Regions from separate parts of the Mus musculus genome. Here regions 2 and 3 are each linked to region 1. Evidence: chromatin contacts called from public Hi-C and HiChIP or PLAC-seq data. All regions are on one chromosome and are shown on one strand. The core of a region is the stretch at or near the end of the contact, and the rest is flanking DNA. Distances in the headings are between cores, read along the strand shown.

Evidence for each region. A called contact is a pair of places that touch in the nucleus more often than the background predicts. HiChIP or PLAC-seq counts read pairs in DNA pulled down with a chosen protein or histone mark.
Region 2: a contact with region 1 is called in an H3K4me3 HiChIP or PLAC-seq map of embryonic hindbrain, with 5 times the contacts expected there. The contact joins the promoter of Slc7a10 here to the promoter of Garre1 in region 1. A contact is called at or near these places in 2 of 39 promoter capture datasets (cranial neural crest and hippocampal neurons), 1 of 115 datasets of contacts at active chromatin or transcription factors (embryonic hindbrain) and 1 of 9 other capture datasets (adipose tissue).
Region 3: a Hi-C map of liver shows a contact between it and region 1, with 4 times the contacts expected there. The contact joins the promoter of Lrp3 here to the promoter of Garre1 in region 1. A contact is called at or near these places in 2 of 39 promoter capture datasets (cranial neural crest and hippocampal neurons), 1 of 484 Hi-C or Micro-C datasets (liver) and 1 of 9 other capture datasets (pancreatic islet).

The regions. Positions count from the first base shown.
Region 1 is chr7:34,312,094-34,315,326 of GRCm38.p6, reverse strand. It overlaps Garre1 (granule associated Rac and RHOG effector 1), which reads left to right and starts at 1,780. Exons shown (of 14, transcript NM_172741.3): 1 at 1,780-1,835.
Region 2 is chr7:35,184,654-35,187,974 of GRCm38.p6, reverse strand. Slc7a10 (solute carrier family 7 (cationic amino acid transporter, y+ system), member 10) reads right to left here and starts at 1,590. Exons shown (of 11, transcript NM_017394.4): 1 at 1,325-1,590. The coding sequence starts at 1,493. Gm38988 (a long non-coding RNA gene) reads left to right here and starts at 3,018. Exons shown (of 4, transcript XR_003946743.1): 1 at 3,018-3,321.
Region 3 is chr7:35,213,558-35,216,772 of GRCm38.p6, reverse strand. Lrp3 (low density lipoprotein receptor-related protein 3) reads left to right here and starts at 1,428. Exons shown (of 8, transcript NM_001024707.2): 1 at 1,428-1,917. The coding sequence starts at 1,845.

The sequences.
Region 1 (3,233 bases), core at 531-3,030:
GGGTATCAGATCACCTGGAATTGGAGTAATGATGGTTGTGAACCACCAGGTGGGTGCCAGAAGTACCAGTGCTCTTAACCACTGAGCCATTGCCCAGGCCCCAGAACATAGTAAATGTGCTACTTTTTTTTCCCCCCTGTGTATACCACTACTACTACCACCTTTTTTTTTTTTTGGACAGGGTTTCTTCTCTGTATAGCCCTGACTGTCCTGGAACTCACTCTGTAGACCAGGCTGGCCTGAGACAGAGACTCAGACAACCACCGTTTTTTTTTTTTTTTTAGATTTATTTATTTATTTATTATATGTAAGTACACTGTAGGTGTCTTCAGACACTCCAGAAGAGGGCATCAGATCTCATTACGGGTGGTTGTGAGCCACCATGTGGTTGCTGGGATTTGAACTTAGGACCTTTGGAAGAGCAGTCGGGTGCTCTTACCCACTGAGCCATCTCACCAGCCCCACAACCACCCTTTTTTAACTTTTCTTTATTTCTCTGTAATAAATTTGCCTTCATTTCAGTTACTCCTCTAAGTGTTTATGTCTTTCATCTTTATCACTGTGAGAACGTCAACTTTGTAGCCCCTGACCTGGGTGGACCTTTAATGATCACTGAGTCTCTAGCACCCTAGGATCTGGGGCCAAGCACAACCCAGTCCTGAAAGATTTTGTTGTTTTCAAATACTGCATCAAAATCTACATCCATACTTTCCCCTAATGCTGAGGGTGAACCCAATGCCTGTCCTGTGCTAAGTAAGTGCTTTACCACTAAACTGGATTTCAGCCTGATACAACCATTCCTGCCTCCGGGTTTCAGACCTCGAGTCTGGGCAATCCTGACAGCTTCCCAAGTACTGCCAAATAAGCCCTTGTTTAAAACAGGGAGTTTGGAATGTTCTTAGATAAATCCTATCTTCTCTAGTTTTCTGACAATGAAACATTTGATAATTATTCACCTTTTGTGTGTGTGTGGTTTTTTTTTTTTTTTTTTTTTTTGAGACAGGTTCTATGTAGCCTTGGCTAGCCCTGGATTTGCTATGTAGACCAGGCAGGGTTCAAATTCATAGAAATCTGCCTGCTTCTGTCTTCTGAGTGACTGGGACTTAAAGGTATGCACCACCACTCCCAGCCTAAAACATGTGTCTTAACCTCCCAAACTCTCATTGCAAAACCCTGGGGCTGTAATATGTGCCCCTGACAAGTTGAGTAGTACTCTATCTCCGAGCTACGATCTCGGGTCCCTTTCGCCTATTTGTGTTTTGCTGTGTGCTGTCATGTAGTCCTCCTCAGGTTTTGTTTTAAAATTCCTTTTTTTTTTTTTTTTTTTTCCTTTTTCTTTTAGGGATCTTAGCTCTTGATCTAACCCGGAGGGTAATTATCTGGACATCCACTTCCATTGGGTCGGGGTACTCTCTCCTTCTCTCTTCTACTTTCCCCTCCTACCATCTGCCACAAATGGCACTACATCATTACAGTGATTTGTGACAGTAGTATTCTGTTGGCACCGCTCACGAAGCAATCCCTGAGGGTGCTAGTACTATCCCGCTCCTACATCGTCTGTCAGGTGTGATGTCTAGCGATCAATGGTTCTATCATTAATTTCAATGATAAATACGCGAGGACGCAACCGAGCCCCTCAGCAGGGTTCCGACTAGGTCTGGAAACAGGGAGGGAACGCAGAGCTTCGCCGCCGCCCATCCAGCACGAGGGGAGGGTGGGCTCCGGCCGGGGAAACCGCAGCGACCGCCTGGGGCGGGGGCGGGGCCGCCCGCCGACGTCACTTCCGGTGTACACAGCCGGTCCGGGCGGTGCGCCGGAGCCGGGGCGCTTCGCAGGTGAGGTACGGTCGCCAGCGGGCTCGGGTCGGCGGGGACTGGCTAGGGGTAGCGGGCGGCGGGTCGCAAGGGCGACTGGCATCGAGGCGAGCTCGCGGGGTGCCGCTTCCCTCGGCGCCGTCCCTCGCCCGCCTGCTGTGGAGGACGCCGGGCTCGGCGGGCGCTGGCCGGGCGGACGGAAGCCCGGAGGGGCCTCTCGGCGCGCGCCCGGGACGAGACCCTGAGGGGCGCGTTGGCGCTGAAGGACGCGGCTGCCTTGGGCCGCCGCGGGGGATCCGCTCCCGGAAGCTCGGGGCGCCGTGCGCCCGGGGCTGGCGGCCTGTGGGCGACCTGGGTCCACGGGCACAGGCGGGCGCCGCTGCCCTCAGGCCGCCCCGCGGCTCCCCGGCCGGCCGCGCGCCCCTTCCTGGCTCCCTCTGAGCCCGTGGGCGCGGCGGGGGTCAGAGGAGGGCCGAGGCTGGGCTAGGACTGAGGAAGGACCCACACCCGTCGGGCGAGCGCCGGGGTCAGGGGTGTGTCTTCCTGCTCCTCGTGGAGCAGGGGAAAAAGAGCATGCCTGTTTGGCATGATAAGAATTTTGTTTATACTTTAACCAAAATTGCCTGGGAAACGATCAGCCTGGGGAGCCCCCAGTTTGAAAATAGATTGTCCTTGCCCTTCCCCACCCGTTGCCATTATGAAAGCGATTCATTCTTCTGTCCTTGTAAAAAACACTCGCCACTGTATACAAAGTGTCAGGAGGGAAAATGACCACGGCGACTCGGTGACAACCGCTCCTAACATTTTGGTGACATCAGTAAGTGCAGATATATATACTGTCACTCTTAGAGGTTTTGTAGTAGAACATCGAGTACCATAATTTATCCAAACTCTAATGAATATTTGATTGTCCCTGTCACAAGAAAAAACACTTGTGGCAAAAAGGATTTATTTGATTATTGTCTTCGGCTAAATTTACAAATGGGGGTCAAAGGTAACATTCCGTTTTTCTCCTTGTGGATATGCTTGGAAACCTCAAACGCACTGTTGTAGAAAATTACATCTGTGTTTGCTTCTCATAATTGCTTTAACATTTTTAACCTTTTTTAAAAAATTTGTTTATTTACTCATACTTATTTTGAACAGACCCCCACGGTGTAGACCAGATTGGCCTTAAGCTCACAGAGATCTCTCTGCTTCAGTTTCTCAAGTGCTAGAATTAAAGACACAGGCCAAGAGGCCTTGCCTTTGTATTTGTTTTTATTTTTAAGACATATTTCCCAAGTGGCAGTATAGTCATCCAGGTAACCATTGTTGTCTTATTATCTTATTTTAGGCTTAAAGTTCTAAGAATGTATTTGTAAAAGACTACTTGCGAGCTTGATTCGGTGTGCGTTTGGAGGTTTTTATGTGCCTTGA
Region 2 (3,321 bases), core at 341-2,840, 870 kb before region 1:
CATAGCCAGCCCCACCAGTGACCCAAGTGATAAGTAGGCTTCCCTTTTGCGGGGAGGAGGTACAGTACCCTGAAAATGGTGTTGGCTGAAGGCAAAGCTCTAACCACTGCTCTGGCCTGGCCCACAGGCTCGGTCCTTTCTATTATCAGACAGTCAGGGGGGCTGGAGGGACATCAGGACCAGTCCCTGGGAGATAAGCATTCTAGAAGGAAGAAGGCAGGTGGTGGAATTCTCTGGAGCTGGGTTCAGGGGTGACTCTGGGTAGGAGTGCAGGGGATACCCAAGAGACACTACATCTCTCCAGCTGGAGTTTCTCATGGAAGGGCACAGAGCAGAAGGTAAAGATCACACACACACACACACACACACACACACACTTCAGCCTTTCTCTATCTCCAGGGGTCAAAGGGCAGAAAGAGAGCTATTTGGCTGCATCCCTACTGTGTGCCACTTCCTACTGGCTGGGAAAGGGGACAATCAAGACCCCAATTACTGCTCTTTTAGACCCCCAACTCCTGGGCACAGGGAATCAGAAAAGGCCCCGCCCAAGAGGTCTAGTCCAGTTCTCCTTCAGGAGTCAAGGGACAGACAGAGGTGGGGTTGCTGCCCAACCCTGTCCCCGGGGCATTCTACCTATGCAAAAAGCACCATCTGTAGGAAGAGCGAGAGGGGCCAGGCCATGAGAGCACCCATTCAGATGCCACCAGATCACGAGAGTGCTCACTTGGATCCCAGGGCTGAGTGGGTGCTCTCCTGGAGGCTTGGTCTGCTCCTGGCTACTTCGCTACCTCTCCTCGGATTCTGTGGCCACCTCTGCCAGGAAGGTCAGCTTCGTGGCCTTTAACCCTTGCTTTAGACTCTACCCGGCCATTTACCTTCCTGCTTTCCAAGAACAGATGGCTTCACTTCCCTGGCACTTGAATCTGGCACACAGTAGGGATGCACACAGGCTGCCCTGCAGCCCAGAACTTGCCACTCAAGCCAGGCCTAGCAATTATTTCCGTTTCCTAGGTGGGAACAGGGGACTTGCCTTGGTAAAGCCCCTCAGCTGAGTGAAGGCCAGGGGAGGGTTGCAGCAAGGAAAGCCCCCACCCGAACCCCCACCCCCTTCCAGGCGCAAATTTTCAGAGAGGTTGGGGAGGTGAGGGCAAGAAGTTTTGTGACTGGTTTGCCAGGTTCTGTTCCGAATGGGGTCAAGTGTATTCTCCAGCTATGGCAGCAGGTGCTCGAAGGGTTCCTTTGCCCCTGTGGTCTTATGGTCTTCGTGAGGGAGGAACATAAAGGGGTTCCCCCAGTACTTCCACGCTATGTACGCCCTACTCACCGATGATGATGGTGCAAGCGCTCACCAGCCCGATCTCTTTCTTGAGTGCCACCCGCTCCGAGGCGCCCGGGCCGGGACCAGGGCCCGGGGAAGGCGAGGGCGCAGGGCCGGGGTTCCCGTGCCCGCCTGGCTGTTGTATGTGGCTTGCCATGTCGCTGTCCCGCCTCATCCCAGTTCCCTGCGCTACCCCGTCTGTCCGGCCCGCAGCCAGTCCTCCGTCGGTCGGTTCGTCTGTCGGTGCGCTCGCGGCCCTCGCAGCCCGGGACAGCGCCCACAGGCGGGCGCATGCGCTGGCACGGGGCCCGGGCCCCCGGGGGCCCCCGGGCGGCTGGATCCAGGGAGGGACGGAAGGAGGGACGGCCGGCAGCCCCCTCCCCCACCGCCCTTAAAGGGAACTCCCCCTTCCCCCCCACCCCCAACCCTAGTCAGGGGAGACAGGAGGGGACTGGGATCAGACTTAGAAAGGACTTCCTAGTTGAGTGAACGAAGGGGCTACACCCAGACTTGGGTGAGGTGGGGGAGAAGAGCTCAAAGACCAGGCTGTCCCTGCGCTCAAGGAGTGTGAGCAAGACGTGCTGGGGTAGGCGGTGCTGCATGCCCCAGCCTGTACTTTCTAAATCCCTCAAGCCCCATTTGTGAAGGGTGGGCATTGCACAGGTTGAAAACCACCGCCTAGCGGCAATTAGCCTGACAGTGGCACGGTCTCCATGAAGACTTTTTGATAGCTCCCTGGCCTCTAGGCGGTCCTGACTGAGTCATTTGGGATGAATGGAGACTGTCCTTAAAACAATTCTGAAGGCAAAAGGCTTGAGAAGAGTTGAAGATAAGGAGACCCCAGTGGGGCCCCGGGCATCCTGGGAGTTTGGGACAGTCCCCATCACCATCAAATCTATCCCTGCCTCAGCATCCCCTAATTCCTCTTCGGGTCCAGCCTTAGGTCCCCACCGCAGACTCCTCTACACAGGTCAGTCAGGGCACAGTGGACTGGGACTTTGGCCCAGGCCGTCTAGCATGGCTCAAGGTGACCAGACCGCTGGAAGTGCCAGAGAGACGGGAAGAGAACAATTGTGGTAGCAAGGAGGTATCGGGCCCAGGATCCTGGGAAGCCTGCCTCCTCCCGGAAGCCATTGGGCGGTGCAGCCCAGATCGCGGGGCAAATTCATGCGCGGGTGGTGCGAGGGAGCAGGGCCGCGTCGGGGCCACCGGGGCGGCGGGCGGAGCGAGGCTGGCACGGTGTGGCCGACGGCGGAACAGCTTTTGTGTGTTGCTGGCGATAGCTGCGTCGCGCCGTCCCCTGCATGAGGATGAGGCCACTCGGGGCCACCGGTCCTTCCCCCGATCGCGGCCTCAGAGTTTGCTGGGGAAGGGCAGGGAGGACCCGAGATGGGACGAGTTCAGGAGCCCAAGAGCCTGGGCTGGGGGCGGAGCACGGAGGTGGGGTCTTGGCCAGGGCCTGGTACTTCGAAATTGGGGCGGGGACTTGATAAATAGAAGAGGGAGGACTCTGGGGGGACCAGGAGGGGGAAGCCACTCGGCAGAGCTTCATCCTTCGCACTCCCGACGAAGCCCAACATTCTTGGCGACCTCTGCCTCCCGCCCCAGAGACGATAAGCTGAACGTGGCAAGACTCTCTTAAAGGAACCTCGTGCGGTGCTGGGTCAGGCTGGGGTGGGCTGGGATAGGGGAGAGCGGTCCTGATACCCAGGACACTCATGAGTGTTGCAGGTAGTAAGGACCTGAGAGGCTTGACTTTCTGATTTGACTAGCGACTCCGTTGTCTTTGCAATGCCAAGGTCGCCTGGGTTAGGGTCCAGCCAGAAGGATTTCCCCTGAGGCTCTTTGTCAAGGGGCAGAGGGTGGCATCAGAGTCACAGGCCAGAAGCCAGTAGTTTTTCAGAGATGAGCCTCTCCGGGGACTTGGAATGTGGAGTCTGTGTTTGAGAAGGGTTGAGTCTGTTAAGGGTTGAAGATGGTGTTTGCATGTCTCTCCTGGGATA
Region 3 (3,215 bases), core at 179-2,678, 900 kb before region 1:
AGAGAGAGAGAGAGAGAGAGAGAGAGAGAATCCATGCCATTCTGCTTGTTTCTTTCTTCCTTTCTTTCTGGGGTCATGGTGGTACAGGTCTGGTCATAAACTCAAAAATTCCTCTTCTGGATTATGGGCTATTTGCAATTGCAATGTTATGTGTGATGCTTGCATGTGCCACCAAGTATTTTGCTTGCATGTGTCTATGTGAGCTATACATGTGCCTGGTGCCCGAGGAGGCCCGAAAAGGCTGTCAGACACCCTGGAATCGGAAGTGTAAACCAACGTGGGTGCAGGAACCGAACTCAGGTCCCCTGGAAGATCAGCAAGAACTTTTAACCACTAAGCTACCTGTCCAACCGCCGCCCCCTCATTACCCGATTTTAAAAACCCTTTAATACTTACTGGGAAAATCTACTCTGGCATAATCACAAAAGGCTTAGAAGGAGAACAAGAAAGCACAGAAAGACTCAGAGTTCCCCCAAAGAAACACTTTTGGTTCCTGTACAGTGAAAATGAAGTTAACGAATTCCTGTGTCCACAGCTTTCACTAATGGACCGTTGTTTCCCTCAGCCTTCATAATCTTAATGAGTGGCAGTGCTTGTGAGGGCACGCACAAAAGCTAAAGACCATGGGTGTGTGTGTGGAAGGTGAGGCTCACCCCAGCTTGCGGAGCCTCCTTGCTCGGGGGTATTTGGGGACCTCTGATTTAGCATCAGTTTTAAAGAACAGCTGACCTCAATTGACCCCAACTCCTCAATTCCTCTTCCAAGTTCATTCTGGTTTTTGCCTCTCCTGGATTCAAACCCTTGGTTGACAGGTTGTCTCCAGACTACAACCACACGCTTAAAAAGCATACATCATCGCGGTTCCCTAGAGGATGAGGGGGTAACTGAGCTGGTCAGGGGCACAACTGGGTGTCCAAAGTCCTCTCAGGGTTCTCATCAATGTCTCCACACAGGCCTCACTTTTTACAAGGGAGCCACTTTAGAGACAGGATGAGGTAAATGAGAAGGACAGAGGGCCAGCAGGAGGAGAGAATTCCCAAAGCAAATCAGCCAGGAACGCATTGCATTAGGAAGAAGTCAGGTCCCAACCTTGGGCCTCGACTCATTGTCTTGGCCCCCATCAGCCCTTTCCACGCCATCCCACCTCAGTCTCCCTCTCTTCCCCAGCACAGTCGCCTGGCTTCGGGAAAGAGACCAGATCTTGGGATCAAAGGGCGAAGGCGAGCGCTTCCCCGGACCATAGGCGCAATGCCAGCCCTAATCGCTGAGCCAAGGTTCAGAGCTAGCGGGTTCCGGTCGGAGCCGCGTGCGTGGAGCTGTCCAGCACCCCGAGGCGGGGCGTGCGCCCCCCGGCCCGCCCCAGCCTCCTCCGCCCGCCCTGTCAGCGCCACTGCGGCTCGGCGGGCGCGTCACGTGGCTAGCGCGGCGCGGCCTCCCGGCTCCGGGCTTAGGCGAGGGGCCGGCCGGGAGGACGGACGGACCGAGCGACGCACCCTCGTAGGCACCGTGCGGCGCAGCGCGGGCGGCCCGGGGACCGACGGGCAGGGCGCGCCGGGGCATGGGCGCGCCGGAGGTCTCGGTGCGCAGGCCGGGCTGGGCGCGCCGGCCGGGGCTCCGGGACAGCGGCGGGCGAGGGTCTTCCCTGGCGACCGCCGCTGAGCCCCCGCGGGGCCCGTGACGCCGCGGCCGATGTGGCCCCGCGCGTTGCGGGCCTGCACCGCCGCCGCACAAAGACGCCGCCGCAGCCGCCGCCCGCACCCGGGCCGCAGCCGCCGCGCCAGCCCTAGCCCCAGGCGGAGCCCCGGCCGCAGGGCAGCAGGCGTCCGCGCGCGGCCCGCCCCGGCATGGAGAAGCGCGCGGCCGCGGGGCCGGAGGGGGCGCCGGGCGCCAGGGCGCCGCTCGCAGTCGTCTGCCTGGGTGAGTGGGCCGCGAGGGGCCGGGCGGGATGGGAGGGCTTGGAGCCTGCACTGCGATGGCTTCCGCGCCCAGGCACCCTTGGGCTGCCGAGGAGGGAGCCTCCCACCACAGCAGAACCCCAGGCCCGGAGCTGGGGGACGAGAACGCTGGCCTTGGGTTCCTGGGAGAGGCTGGGGTCTTCCTGATGCTTTCCAGCCCGGCCTGCCTGAGTGGTGCTCTGGCTTCCAGAGCTGTGGACAAAGGCCTGGACTACTGCTCCCTAAAGAAGGAACCCTTTCCTGCCTGGAGTCCTGGACAGGCCTGGGAGCTAGCCAAAAGATGGGGACTCAGCATGGGGGCTTGTGGCGGGGGGGAGGGAGGCAGATGTGAGAACTCATTTTCCCATTGTGTCTTCCCAGACCCAGATGGTCATAGGTCGGTTCATCCCTGATGGGGGTTGGGGGGGGGGGTCTGAGTCTGTTCCGGGGAGGGCCAAGAACCCGCCAGGACTGGAACCTAGGTTAGAAGGCTCCTTCCCTGACCAGGAAAAATTTCTGTCCACTTTCCCAGAGCCCATTGCAGGAGAGGGGAAGGAAGGAGTTAAATCCCCAACCCACATGGTTCTTTATTTACCTTGATGAAGGAGGGAGGCCCTTAGAAGAGCTGGGTCATTAGGGGACACCCAGTGATATCACTGTTGAGGGCCTAGGAATGTGACAGGCTCCCTAAAACCACTGAAGTGACAAAGTTGTGAGGGGTGTGGGGCAGCTCTTTCTTTTTAAACTGTAACTCTCATCTGGCCTCCAGGAATAGAGAAGGGTGAGTGTCCAGGAGAGGACTACTGCACAGGCTATGTGAGCTAATCTAAGCAGTGGCTTATATGCCCTGAGTTCCTGCTTCACCTGCTGCTAGTGGTCACTGTGTCTGGGTCCTGGCTATTGTGTTTCCCAGGTGGGCAGGGCAAAGGTGAGGGCTTCCTTGCTCAGGAGATGCCCGTGTCTGGGTCTAACAGAACCAGAATGCCCTGGGGGTGCAGATGGGGTGAATACCCCTATTTCTTCATCAAATGTAGAATCACTGCTCCTGAGATGAGTGCCTCAATCATGGAGGGGGGGCACCCTGGTCCCCAGGCTGTTAGAATTCTTTTCATTTGGCTTAGACTCTGTCTCAGCCTGGAGCCAACTGAAGCAATGGACATTCCTACTGAGGTGGACACTTACTGTGCCGGTGTCAGGAGAGCACTCTCTGCCTTTAGGATCATGGGGTGCAGGGAAGATGATGGTATTGTTACCCCAAATGCCCATCAAAGGAGGAAGTCC